Linked DNA regions of Sus scrofa: region 1 is linked to region 2. A link is a contact called in public Hi-C data. All regions are on one chromosome and are shown on one strand. The core of a region is the stretch at or near the end of the contact, and the rest is flanking DNA. Distances in the headings are between cores, read along the strand shown.

Evidence for each region. Hi-C and Micro-C count contacts between places; a contact is called where the count stands out from the background.
Region 1: a Hi-C map of liver shows a contact between it and region 2, with 3 times the contacts expected there. The contact joins the promoter of ETV6 here to the enhancer-like site in region 2. A contact is called at or near these places in 1 of 5 promoter capture datasets (fetal skeletal muscle), 4 of 47 Hi-C or Micro-C datasets (embryonic fibroblasts, fetal heart ventricle, heart right ventricle and 1 more) and 2 of 2 datasets of contacts at active chromatin or transcription factors (alveolar macrophages and skeletal muscle).

What each region holds. Positions count from the first base shown.
Region 1 is chr5:60,773,797-60,780,220 of Sscrofa11.1, reverse strand. It overlaps ETV6 (transcription factor ETV6), which reads left to right and starts at 3,429. Exons shown (of 8, transcript XM_005652587.3): 1 at 3,429-3,656. The coding sequence starts at 3,624.
Region 2 is chr5:60,597,078-60,603,592 of Sscrofa11.1, reverse strand. All of the region lies in intron 2 of ETV6 (transcription factor ETV6), which reads left to right. Among named protein-coding and RNA genes, the nearest start is that of ETV6, 180 kb to the left of the region's middle. Within about 2 kb of position 2,297, at least 5 of the 83 cell types and tissues checked have an H3K27ac peak or open chromatin away from gene starts, as enhancers often do. A contact at or near this core is called in liver, where this site is marked.

The DNA of each region.
Region 1 (6,424 bases), core at 2,180-4,679, 180 kb before region 2:
TTTATAACATATGTAGTAATAAAATATAGGACAATATTACAAAGGATGGGAGAGAGATAAATGAAGTTATGCTGTTTTAAGTTTCTTGTCTATTTATAAGATAGAATAATATTATTTGCAGATAGACTGTGATAATGAAAGATGCAAATTGTCATTTCTAGAGCAACCACTACATTTAACATAAGAAGAAATACTAGAAAGAGCACCTAGGAATTGAAATGGAAATAAAAACAAAACAAAACAAAATGATATTACTGCAAAGAAGTCAGGAAACAAGGAATGGAGAAACAATAGATAAATAGGCATGAATGAATGAAAATAACTTCCTTCAACCACTATTACTGAGTGGTTTTCAAAATTAGTTTTGCTTCAGATTTATTATTTTTTATGAATTCAGCATACAACAATAAGGTAAAATATATAGCTATATGTGAAGCTTATACTGCAGTTAAATCATTTTGACATAATTAACACTGGATCATGAATAATATCAAGCTGCTTTATACACTTCCCATGCTGTCAAAAGTGACAAGAAGAAGCTGGGTTTCCATTCTAACACAAATTCACAGCAGTTATATTTTTCTGAACTCCAAATACAGTTCCAACACTGGTTTTTGGATTTTGATGCAAGTGAATCCATTTCATGTTTAAAATACACTTCACTGTGCCACTGAGGCACTTCCACCTAACTTCCACTTGGAAGTGTTTAAAGTGCAATATAATGGCAAGCTAAAGGGGAAATATCAAGAGAATTTATAGAATTCTAATATAATTGTATAAATGCCTTATAAGTGATAAATGTGCTCAAGTAAAACCATATGCTCATGAATTGATATATTTGGCAGCATCCTATCTGTTTGAAAAGATATTTCCCAATGAACCATGTAAAATCTCGTGACAGATCAGCAGTAACAAATAACCATTTACAATCAATTTTGATGATAGAAACCGTGTACTTTAACCTGGGGTTTAAGTAAGTGAAATGATATCCTTCTGTAAGAGTTCCATTCCTCTCATTGTTAGTCTGGCATTACAACTGTTATTGTTACACCTTACATTTTATTAAAAAAAATTGTGAATATTTGTTTTCTCTCCAGTTATGTCAGTATCTACATACTGTGCTCAGTTTTGTCGTAGCGCACAAAGCCTAAAATATTTACTATCCACCGCTGGCTAAATGCAACTTTTGCCACAGCTGCTACCGTGTGTTTTGTTTTAGAACCACATACACTCTCATTTAAACCACTTTTGAGGGTTACTTGGAGAAAGTAAAAATGAGATAGAAGGGAAGTTGAGAGTTAATTCCGTCCTGAGGTTAAATAATCGTAGCTAACTTTAATTGAAAAGGTAGTATATGTAGCAAGCACTCTGATAATTAAGCACTTTGAATATATTGGCACATTTTCAATACTCAGGAGAATCTCATGAGAAAGGTACTTTCCCCCACCCCCATTTTACCGAAGCTGAGAGAGCACGTTGCCAGAGATCATATTGATAAGGGATACGGAGATTTATAAGGGCTTAACCTAGCAATGGGACATCAGAACCAATGCTTCCAACAGCAGTGTAAGGACCAAAGGCAGATAAATGTGTGTGGGGGTTGGGCTGGGGGACAGCAGGTGGTCCAAGGCTGAGTGTTGGTTTGGACACGAGCTTTCTGGGAAAGAATAGGACTACGACGTGGCAAGGACTGCCCAGGTCCTTGGAAACTCACGAATCCCATTATGCCAAACTTCCCAGCTACTGGACTCTTCTATTCCAACCCTTTAGTAAATTCTGGTTTAAAGTGTTCTTCGAATGAGCGTGTGAAAAATTCTGAACACAATTTATTATGTGGAGAGAGGAAGGGAAGTTGGTAGGAAAGGTCCGTAGGATAGGGCAGCTTGGGAAATCTGTCCTGGTATACCTGTATATACTACATAACACGCATTATATTTATACAGATGTACTTACCTATCTGTAATTTAATACACATCCATACATCAAACCTATACGTATGATAAGGGTTTAGAATTTAGGCATAATGCTCTCAACTTTCTGCAGTGGACGCTTGCAAACATTTTCAGAGACTATAAATAACAATAGAAACAGTAGAGTGATCAGAGTACGTGCACTCAAGGCTAGAACCCTCAGCCCGACTGGCTCGAAACCTCCTCTAAGTGTTTTTGTTGTTTCTTTTTTTTCCACCAAATATTCCTCCCCCGGCAGGATCCCGGGGGCATCCTATCCGCCAATGACGGTTTCAGAGCTGTGGTCCCGGGGAGGAGTATTATCTCCAGGCACGCGTCCTGTCAACTCAGTAGTCGAGTCACCTATTTCGGTTGGTAGCGGCCGCTATTTCTTTAAAAGGACAGCGGATTTCGAAACCCGGAGGAAGGGGGGGGGGGTGTCAGGAAAAGGAACTCAACTGCCTTTGATAACTGCCCGGCAGCCTTCCCTTCTCCACAACGCATGCGGGGCTGGGGCAGCGCCCGCGGCGGCCGCATCCCCGGCAAGCGCGCCTCCCCTTTTCGGGGCGCCCACCTTCGCGGGGATTCCCCGGCCCACGGGGCTCGGCGTCTGCGGGCGGCCTCCCGGCTTTGTCTCCAGCGTCGCGCTCCGGCGCTCGCTCGCTAGCCCCTTTTCCCCGGTGCGGGCTGTAACCCGATCTCCCATTTCCTGGTGGATTCTCTTAAAGAGGCCGCGGTCGAGAAGCAGAACAAAGGCTATTGTTTTATTTCCTCCTTCGGATTCCGCGTCCTTACCGGAATGCCCTTTCCTATATAATTATTTTCATTGCGTCTCCGCTCGGCGGGGAAAAAATACAAAAAAACCCTTGTGCCTTCCAAAGTATCCGAGAGACGGAGCTCGGGGAGGGGGGGCGCTTAATAAAACCTGTTTTGAGGTTTCTGGGGCCCCGATGGAACCTTTCTTGGCGTGTCTTCCACGAGCCTGGCGCGGCCCGGCCCAGCCTGGGAAGCCCAGCGCTGGCCGGAGGGGGCTGCGCCGCCCGCCTCGTTAGCCACCGCGGCCTCACGCGGCCCCGCTCCCCCGGGATCCTCCGCCCGCGCCCCCGCCGCTGCCGCCGCCCCTCCCCCAGCGCGGCTTTTATTTCCCCGATGCCGGCCTGTAACCCGAGCTTTTATTTCCTGGTGGCTCCTTTAAGAGGCAGAGCTCAGTGCTGGGAATTCACGTCAGTTTCTGCACTGAAACTCTCAAGATCAATGAGCAAAGAGCTTTCTCAGTTCTGCCTTTCAGTTTCTCTCTTCCAGGAAGGAAAACATTCGAGAGAACTAGCGAGGGAGAGCGGCGGGAGGGCGGGGGGCGGGGGCGCCGGCCCGGGTGGGAGGAGAGAGCGGGAGGCCGGCCGGGCTGCGCCCCGGGTCGCCGTGCCGCGCCGCGACCTGCAGACCCCGCCGCCGCGCCGCCCGGCTCCCACGCCCCCGCCGCCCCGCGCGGCGACTCCGCCGGCGCCCCGCCCCGCCCCGCGCGCTCGCGGCCCCCCGGGGCGGCCGCCGGGAGAGATGCTGCAAGAAACTTCTTAAATGACCGCGTCCGGCTGGCCGTGGAGCGTTTCTGGGTTGGGGAGAGGAAAGGAAAGTGGAAAAAAACTGAGAACTTCCTGATCTCTCTCGCTGTGAGACATGTCTGAGACTCCTGCTCAGTGTAGCATTAAGGTAAAGATCTTCTCCCCCTCCCTCTCCGGGGTGGAAAACCTTGAGCTGCACTGGCCCGGCCAGTCCTGCTGGGCTCTCCAGTTCCGAGGGGGCTGCTGCAGTCGCTCTGTTCGCAGGAAATTATTTGGGGCGCCGGGGAAGGAGATGCAGCTCGCGGCGGCTGCCGTACCCTTTAGCGTAACCTTGCTACTCCCCCCTCCCGCCGAGCCCCCTGCCGGCTCCTGCGCCCCCACCCCACCCCCTTTCTTTTTGACGGTGAAATGCCCGTCACCATCGGTCAGGAGGATCCCGAGTGGTGTCTAGGACCGTAAAACAGCCCCGTAATTAGTGCTCTTTTTAAAAAACCTGCTCCCTGCTCCTACTCCCAACATGTGACCAAAATGTAACTTTTGTTCCCGAGGGGTGGTCTCCTTAGAAAAAAAAGTTCTCCAGCCCCATTGGGGTTGGAATCATTTCTTTAAAAAAAAAAAAAAGAAAGAAAGAAAGAAAGAAAGGCTCCCGGAGTCTGATCAGACAGATTCCTCCCCCCACCCCCAACCCCGATTGTAATTGCAAGCGCTTGTGGAAGAGACAGTCGTGGTGTCAGCTTTTCCTGGGCATTGCACAATGAATTTCTTTCTTTTTGTTTGTTTGTTTGTTTCTTTTTTTAAACCAAGGTGAATAAAGTTGCTGAATGGTTGTTTTACTCGGATGCATCTGAAAGTTGAGCAATCCCAAAGTAAAAAACTCCTGCGATGCAGGGAGAGAGAATTATTTAAGTGACCAGGAAAAATGACCTTCCCGGTTTGACAGTGCAGAGAGGATATCTAAGCGTAGAAATCTCCCGGCTTTCTGGCCATGGTTTGCAGTATTGTAAGTGCAGGAGGGTGGAGGATGTTTGCAAACACAGTACTTAGCTTCCAAGTGGTTGTATTTGTGCATTTATATATGTGTATGTGTGTGTCTGTAAAGGCTAGTGGTGCTGCGGTTTGTTGCTTCTAAAAAGTTGCCGTAAAGTTTGCCACCGTGAGGAGGCAGAATGATTTATCCATCTCCCCCAGTTATTTTTGCCATTGCTGCTTTTGTTGTACACTTTCATTTCACTGTCCCATGTACCCAGATGGAAAAGCCTTGCTGCTTCTGTGAGAGGCTGAAGCTGCTGAAGTTTGTTTGTTTATGGCTTGGCCCATTTAAGATGCATTTATTGAGTGGACCCTGCAGCAACAAGGAACAAATAACTGGTTTTCTTCATTGGTGGGGAATTCGAGAAACCTGTACTGTTTTAACATTGCTTTTCTGCAGAATCTGTTTAGCGGGAACACAGTATTTTATCATATTTGCTTATTAGGCTTTCACAATTATACTCAGGTTTTAGTGGGTTTTTTTTAATCAGGGAGGATTCTCATGGGTTTGAAGTAGGGTTAATGTGAACTTGAAAAGGTGGGTTGGGTTTAATTGTTTTTACCTGGCAAAAAACACCCAGGGGAACTTTCGGGTTTCTGTGTTTGTACCTATCTGGGGGGAGGCAGCAGTTAAGTCTGTGGTAGAGGGGGTGTTGGGGTAAAAAACTTAAGTAGGTTGATACTTCAATTTCTTTTGCTGTGTAAACTCTATTCTAGGAGTCTGGGAAAGTTCAAGAAAGTCCTACCATACAGCCAAGCTAGTTTATCTGATAAGTCATAACCCAAGCAGTGGTAACTAAGTGATGGGGTATTAAATCAGTAAATTTTATATGGTTCGATGGCAGTAAACTTGAGCTCCAGAGAACTGGACCAGCTATAGGACAGTAATTTTAGGGTGAAAAACAACAAAAAGCAAGCCTGTGACTTTTCTTGATACCTCTTCTAAAGCAATTGCGTGTGCCTGCCTTTCTGAGGGGCTTATGTGTGGGTGCTGCAGGCACCCCGCCGTGGAAGAAGATTCCAGCAGCCCTTCCCTTGCACACGTGGATGGAACCAGTCCCAAATGGCGCACTCTTTTAAATGTGATATAAGCATTGCCGCCATAGTTGGCATATCTTTTTTTTCCCCTTATTTACCCTCTCACTTCTTTTCAGGAGCCTCTTTCCTTGACTGTGTATTTCTCTGCAATTAGAATAGACTTAATGTTCTTTACCAGTAATGGAAGTATTGCTTTTATTTGGGATTGTTCTTTACGGAACCAGCACGTGACTGTTTGCTTAGACTGTGTTGAGGTTTAAATGCACATATGGGAAGTGCATTTCTCCGCGGAGTTTGTTTAGTTTGCAGTGTTCCAATAAGAAGTGCTGGAGATCAAGGACTGGGATTATTTTAGCTGGTCTGAAAATGTTCTGGTGGTGTGTGCAGTGTCTCTCTTCGTCCTTGGATGTGGTACAGTGACTGCGTAATAAAAGATGTTTGCTGGGGGCCCACAAGCAAGTACTGGAATTGCTTCTTGAGTCCAGTAAACAAGAAACTTTCCTGTGGAGCAGGGAATGAATGTCAGGAGCTTTCAAGGATGAGCGGATAGGTCTGACATCCTGAAGAAGTGTGACATGGAAGGAGATTTCTTGGGGTAGCAGGGTTTCAGCCCAGTCCTGAAACCTTCCTCCCTGGCTTTCATGGCTTACGAGCAGCTGGTCAGCAGGCAGTAAATTCCTCCACAGCTGGTGTGATGGAGCACAGAGGAGTCTGACCAGAGGCAGCCACCGAGGGAAGTACTTTGTTTACTTCTGAGCAGCGTCAGTGCTGCCAGAAGAGAGAAGTGGACGAGTTAGGTGGAATTTCCAGGGCGAAAGTTTCTGAATCAGTCAGTCAGTGACACCTTCG
Region 2 (6,515 bases), core at 1,048-3,547:
CTTGAATAGATTTCTTCTCGTGATATGCCTATCCTGAGCTGCATTCTGTTCCTTGGATCTAGGAAAGGCTGGAGAAATCTTCCACTCCATTTAAGGAGAGCCTGTATGGGTAGTGGATAGGACCTCAGGCACAGAATAAAGAACAGCTTACAATTATATAGCACTTTTCCTTCCAGGGAGTACCAAGCACTTCCTTGTAAATCCTGCCCTATTCTCGCAGAGCATGAGTTACTTCCTAGAAATGATTTAGGCTCTTTTGGAAAATGCATTGATTCTTTTAACCATCATGAACCCTGTTACAGTAAAACCTCTATTATCTGATCTTCTGTGAATTTGTAAAGCTATTATTAACTGGCACATTGCATATTTCACCAGTGCAATGACAGCTGATGTTTATGATAGTGACCCTGAACTTAAGATCTGAATTTTACCCACTCAGGAATCAAAGGAAGATTAAATTGTATTCAGGAGAGTTTGTCGTGTCTATTTTATTGTATTCAAATCTTTCTGAAGGGAGTCCAAGTGTATGTCCACTGTAACTTCCCCGAGTGGTGCCTATTTAAAATACTTTCTCTTTTCCAGGCATTGTAAACCAAACTCTGTTTTTGTTTTTTTTGTTTCTTTTTTTTTTTTTTAAGGATTCTAATATTTTGGGTCCAAACTACAGATGATTACATCTCAAATCCGACCGGGAAACAAAATTTCTTCTTCGGGCAGGTATGAAATACCATAACTGTGCTCACCCCAGGTGGACACATCACCCAAGATACTCCCCACCGTTACTCTTTGAAATCTTAGCCCTGCTCTCCTAGGTGTTCTGAGTCTGCCAGGGTTTGACACTGTCCTTCAGAGACTGACAGTAGTTTAGCCTCCACGTGGCAGTGGCTCAGATCCATGGCCCCCCTTGGGCTCTGTACCTCTGTCTCAGGCTTTGTTGTGAGATGTGGTTTGTATCATTTTCCTTCAGGGAAACCTTATATAGTAAGACAGGTGCAATAGACAATGAGGAGACTTTAAAAAATTAGAAGTCCACAAGCATCTAGGAAAGGGGTTAAAAACGACTGGTAGGCACCCCAGAGCACCCCACCGCTGCCTCTGCCTTCCATCCAGTGGGATGTCAGCTGCCTCCAGGTTAGCCCTGGTCCAGGGGCAGGAACCTCAGTGCTGCTTCTGCAGGTTCAGCTCAGAGAGCCAAGAGCTAGTGCCCCCAAAAAGCTCAGGAGGAAGGAAACAGAGGACCTAAAATAACAGAAAAGGAGGTACCCCACTCTCCGGTGGTCCATCAGTCCACATACTTGGTTAGAGAAGTCAAAGCCTACCACAGACAAGGTATCTGCTTATCATTGCATGCTGCCATATTGTAATGTCCAAGAACCTTCAAGTCCATTGCCTCAGGTGATCTCACAGCAGCCTGGCAAGGTGGACCTGATAGAGTCATTCCTGTGTTATAGAGGCGGAAACAGTGACACCTTAGCTAAATCCTATCCAAACAAGGCTGGTGACAAAGCCAGACCAAAGCACAAGGCCTCTGATTCCTTATCCATGATTCCCTGATGCCCATAATCCCCTGATGGGATAAGGTTACCCTTTAAGGTGACTAGTCACCCAGTGCCAGGTTGTAAACAGGTGGATCACTTAGAGGACACTGACCCATGGGGCCACCTCCGCTTTTAAGTTCAGTGCATTAGATGAAGCCAGAGACCTCACCTCTAATCCTGGCCCTGCTTCAAGCTAGTGGGGCAGCTCTGAGCAAGGCAGCCGGCCTCCTTCCCTTCTGGATGCTCAGCTGGAAATAAGAGCAAGGTCTGTACCACTGACCCACCTTGCTGTTGTGAAGGCCAGATGAGGCATAAACTTTGAAAGCCTTTTGTTGCCAGACTTAAGGTCATGTGCCCATTTTCCACGATTTAGCTCAGAGGAAAAGAACAGCCAGGTACAGGGCTTGGTAGGTGTGATGACTTAGATTTGAGGATATTTGTGGGACAAGGCACAAGAAAGAAATTTACTTGACTGGGAGCAGAGAACAATATGCTGAGTATGTTAGAAATGTGGTAGGATGCGAAACTCAAAAATGATGCAAAAAGCAGTCGGTCACAATTTTCTGCCACCCCCCCCCCTTTTTTTGCTAGTCACCACCTCTGGGGATGATCTTCCTGGGGTGGTAATTTAGAAAAGCCCTCGCCAAAAAGATGACCCTTGAGAGATAAACTTAGTATCTTTTTAAGCATACACAGTTCACTGGGCCAAGAAGAGAAGCAGCTTGTCCCAGGCAGAGGGGGGTGGCCTGTGCAAAGTCCAGAGAAGGCAGCGCCTCTGGGAATTGTGAGCATGTCCATGTGGCTGGAGCTGGGTCAGCCAGAGGGCAACCTGGTGAGTTAGGCAGGCGCTGAGGAGGCCCTGGAAGCTTCTGAAATTTTTTTTTTTTGTCTTTTTAGGGCTGTACCCGCGGCATATGGAGGTTTCCAGGCTAGGGGTCCGATCAGAGCTGTAGCCGCCTGCCTACACCAGAGCCACAGCCACACCAGATCTGAGCGCATCTGTGACCTACACCACAGCTTATGGCAACACCAGATCCTTAACCCACTGAGCAAGGCCACGGATCGAACCCACAACCTTATGGTTCCTAGTGGGATTTGTTTCCGCTGCACCATGATGGGAACTCTGTTTTTCTTTCTTTTCTTTTTTTTTTTGCTTATGAAAATATTTAAGCAAAGCAGTAACACAGCTTTATGTTTTAAAAAGATCACAGCCTCAAACTCAGTGCTCAGCTACCTGACCCTTTTAGGTTTATTGGGTGAGGGCAGATCGCAAACTGTGCAGAGATGAATGGACAGGGCACCAGAAGTCTCCCTGGCCTCCCCAGTCCCTACCAGCATGAGCCCTTGATCAGCCAGCTTTTTCTGTCTAAGGCAAAGGAGGGAGGGGTGCCAGGGAGCCCAGAACTGGTCCCCCCCCCCGCCCGTGACACCTCTGCTCTGACTAGAATCCCCCAAAAGCTAAATCCAGTGGACATGCCTTGGTCCTCCTCATCTTGCCTTTCTTCAGCATGTGATGAGTCTAACCACCTCCTAAGACTCACTCTCTCTTGCCCTGCAAGGTCCCATTCTCCCCTTTTTGTCCCCAGCTTCAAGAGTATGCCTTTTTAAAACAGTTTGCTCCTTATATGTTTTCCTGAAATACTCCAGTGGCTTCAACAATCCCCAGTATAATGATGCTTCCCAAAGACCTTTCATATCTTATCTAGATTTTTCTCCGAAGCACCAGATGCATGTGTACAATTCCATAATACTGGACCTCTTCACCTAGCTAGCCCACAGTCACCTCCCATGAAACAAAATGAAATATACTTTCTCCCCATCCGCCCTCTGAGGCTGGAATGAATGGTACCACTCTCTGGCGGCAGGAATCAGGAGCCTGGATTTTGTCCTTGACTGCTTCCTGCCCATTGAGATCATTGCCAAGTTCTGCCAATCCTACCTCCATCGTATCCTGAGCCCGTCCTTTCTCCATTCCTTCTGCTTTCATTCAGGCTGACAACATCTGTCATCTCCATTTCTACAACAGCCTTCGGACCCATCTCCTTGAACCAGCCTGGCCCTGTTCTAATTCATCCTCCACTCCGCAGCTGGAGTGGCTGCTGGAAAACAAGATCTGATTATGTTACTCCCTTGTTTAAAATCCTTCAATGACTCCACGTAGCCTGGGGATAAAGTCTAAACTCCTTAGTACAACAGACAAGGCCTTTTCTAATAATGGCGAACATTTATCAAGTTGCCTGGTGCTTGCCAGGCACTGTTCTAAGAGCATTATACATGTCTCAGCCTCCCTAGTGCTCGCCACTCCTCAGTGTGAGTCCTATTACTCTCCCAGTTTTACAGTTGAGGAAACCAAGGCACAGAAAGGTGAGTCTCTTTCCCAAGATCACACAGCTCATAATTTGGGGAGCCGAGATTAAAGGAAGCCTGGCTCTAGGGCCACACCATGTTACACCATCTTTTCTTCACAGGGCATAGCTTCTCATTCATCAAAAATATGTATTGAGGAGTTTCCCTCATAGCTCAGCAGAAACAAATCTGACTAGCATCCTGAGGACACAGTTTTGATCCCTGGCCTCGCTCAGTGGGTTAAGGATCTGGTATTGCCACGAGCTGTGGTGTAGGTCACAGACTCAGCTTGGATCCTGCATTGCTGTGGCTGTGGTGCAGGCCGGCAGCTGTAGCTCCAATTGGACCCCTAGACCCCTAGCCTGGGAACCTCCATATGCCACGGGTATAGCCCAAGAAATAAAATATGTATTGAGCACCTACAGTGTGCCAGAAACTGCTCAAAGCATCGGGATATAGCAGTAATCAGAAGAGTGCCTTTGCTGCTGTCTTAGATCCTTGTAACTAATTACAGTAAAGATCAAAATGTGTTTAATCAGGAGTCTACCTTGGAGTCATAACAAAGGCTTTTCGCAAGTATATTCAGAAACTGTCAAGATAAAGTAACTTTAATGATAGTACTATTTGCTTCATTTAGATAGTTTTCCAGAGTATAAAATGGCATTTAAAAAAAAAAAATTGGAGTTCCCACTGTGCCACAGTCTGCAGATCTGACTGCAGATCTGACTGCAACGGCTCAGGTCCCTGTGGAGGCACAGGTTCGATTCCCAGCCAAGCAGAGTGGGTTAAGGATCCAGAGTTGCCACAGTGTGGCATAAGTCACAGCTGCACCTCAGATTCGATCCCTGGCGCTGGAACTTTCACATGCCTTCCATGGCATGTAGAAGTTCCCCGGCCAGGGATCGACCTGCACAACAGCAGTGACCCAAGGCACTGTGATGACAATACTGGATCCTTAAGCACACTGAGAACTGCACCACAAGAGAACTGCTTCAAAGATTTTTAAGTGTGTATATTCTTTGATCCAGTGAATGCCAAAAAGATAAATAAAGCAAATGAAACAACTGTTTACATTCTAGTGAATAAAATGAATAATAAACAAGGTAAATAGTAAGATACGTAGATTAGATAGTAAGAGGAGGACTTGAAAGAAATGAGCATGACTTGGGAAAAGAATACTCCAGCTAAAGGAACAGCAAGTACAAAGGCCCTGAGGTAGGAATGTGCCTGGTATGTGTGAAGAACAGCAAAGGGGTGGATGGGGTCGGGGATGGGAAGAAGCAGGTTCAGACACGGGTTAGATCATGGGGGCCCAAAAGGTCATTTTAAGGACTTTGACCTTAACTCTGAGAGAGAGGGAGACCCCTGGGGGATTTTTGACCAGAGAAGTGAATCTTGTGAATGGGTCCTTCTGGCTGGTATGAGAAGAGACTATAGGGGAACAAGGTGGAAGCTGGGGGAGCAGTTAGGGACCAGTAACAATAATCCAGGTGAGGGGTGACAGTGGCTGGGACTGAAGTGGCAGCAGCAGAGGTGGTGAGAGTGGTCAGATTCTGGATACATTTTAAGGGAGGATTGCCACCCGATTGGATGACTGCAAGTATGGCACGTTGGCGGCTGAAGAGTGGACCTGATGTGCTCTGAGATGGGCCAGGCTGGGAGCAGCGGACTTGGACCGGGAATAGCAGGAGGGCAGTGTGGACACGTTAAGTCGAACATACCTTTTAAGCATCAACATGGAGCAGCTTTTTCGCTCCCTCCTCTCACGTAAACACACGCTCCCGTGCATCTCATGTCTTGTCCTGCCGATCTGCTCAGAGTTTCCCAGGCTGGTTTTGCTCTTTCGCATGCCCAGATTCTTGTATCTGCCGTTCCCTCTGTCAGGAAAGCTATCACCCCATCCTGCCCTGGTCCTGCACTAATGCACAGACTCGTCAATATCACTTTGCATTCTTTTCTTCCCTACCAGCTGTCAGCATCCCTGTGTCCTCCGGGCACCCTGCACCTGATCCAAGATACAGTGCATAAGGAGTGCCTCATGGGTTAGATGGCTGGGTGAGGGGGTGAATAGGTGGGCAGATGGACAGATGAGCCCTCAGCACAGTGAGGCAAACCGTGTTTTGATGGTAATGATGGGAATTCCCCTGGAGCAGAGCCAGGTGACATGATCGCCCCAGACTGAAATGAAAGAAACAGCAGATGTCAGGAAGTTTTTCTGTTAATCCTGATGTCCACGCTAGAACACTCCGGCGTGGGCCCCCCTTTCCCACACCCTCTCCCCAGTTCTGGCTCCTGATCTTGCTAAATCCCCAGCCTCAGTAACATATACCCTCTACTTTACACATCCAGGTCTGTAGGGGAAATTTTGTTGAGAAACCAGAAGTGTGTTTAACCTAATGTAGGCTGCAAGCTTGCTTCCCTCGGGCCCCCAGCTCTGCCAAAGCCATCAGACCTCATTATTTAGGAAGCTGCCGTGGCCAGGCATTGCTAATTTGGGCATCACTAATTCGGATGCCTACTCAGGCACATGAGCAATGACTGCAAAGTGCTTTTGTCAGTGAATTGCAAGCGAAGAGAAGAGAAGCGGGCAAGGGAAAGGGAAGGTGATAGAATGTTTGAGCTTTGTTTCAT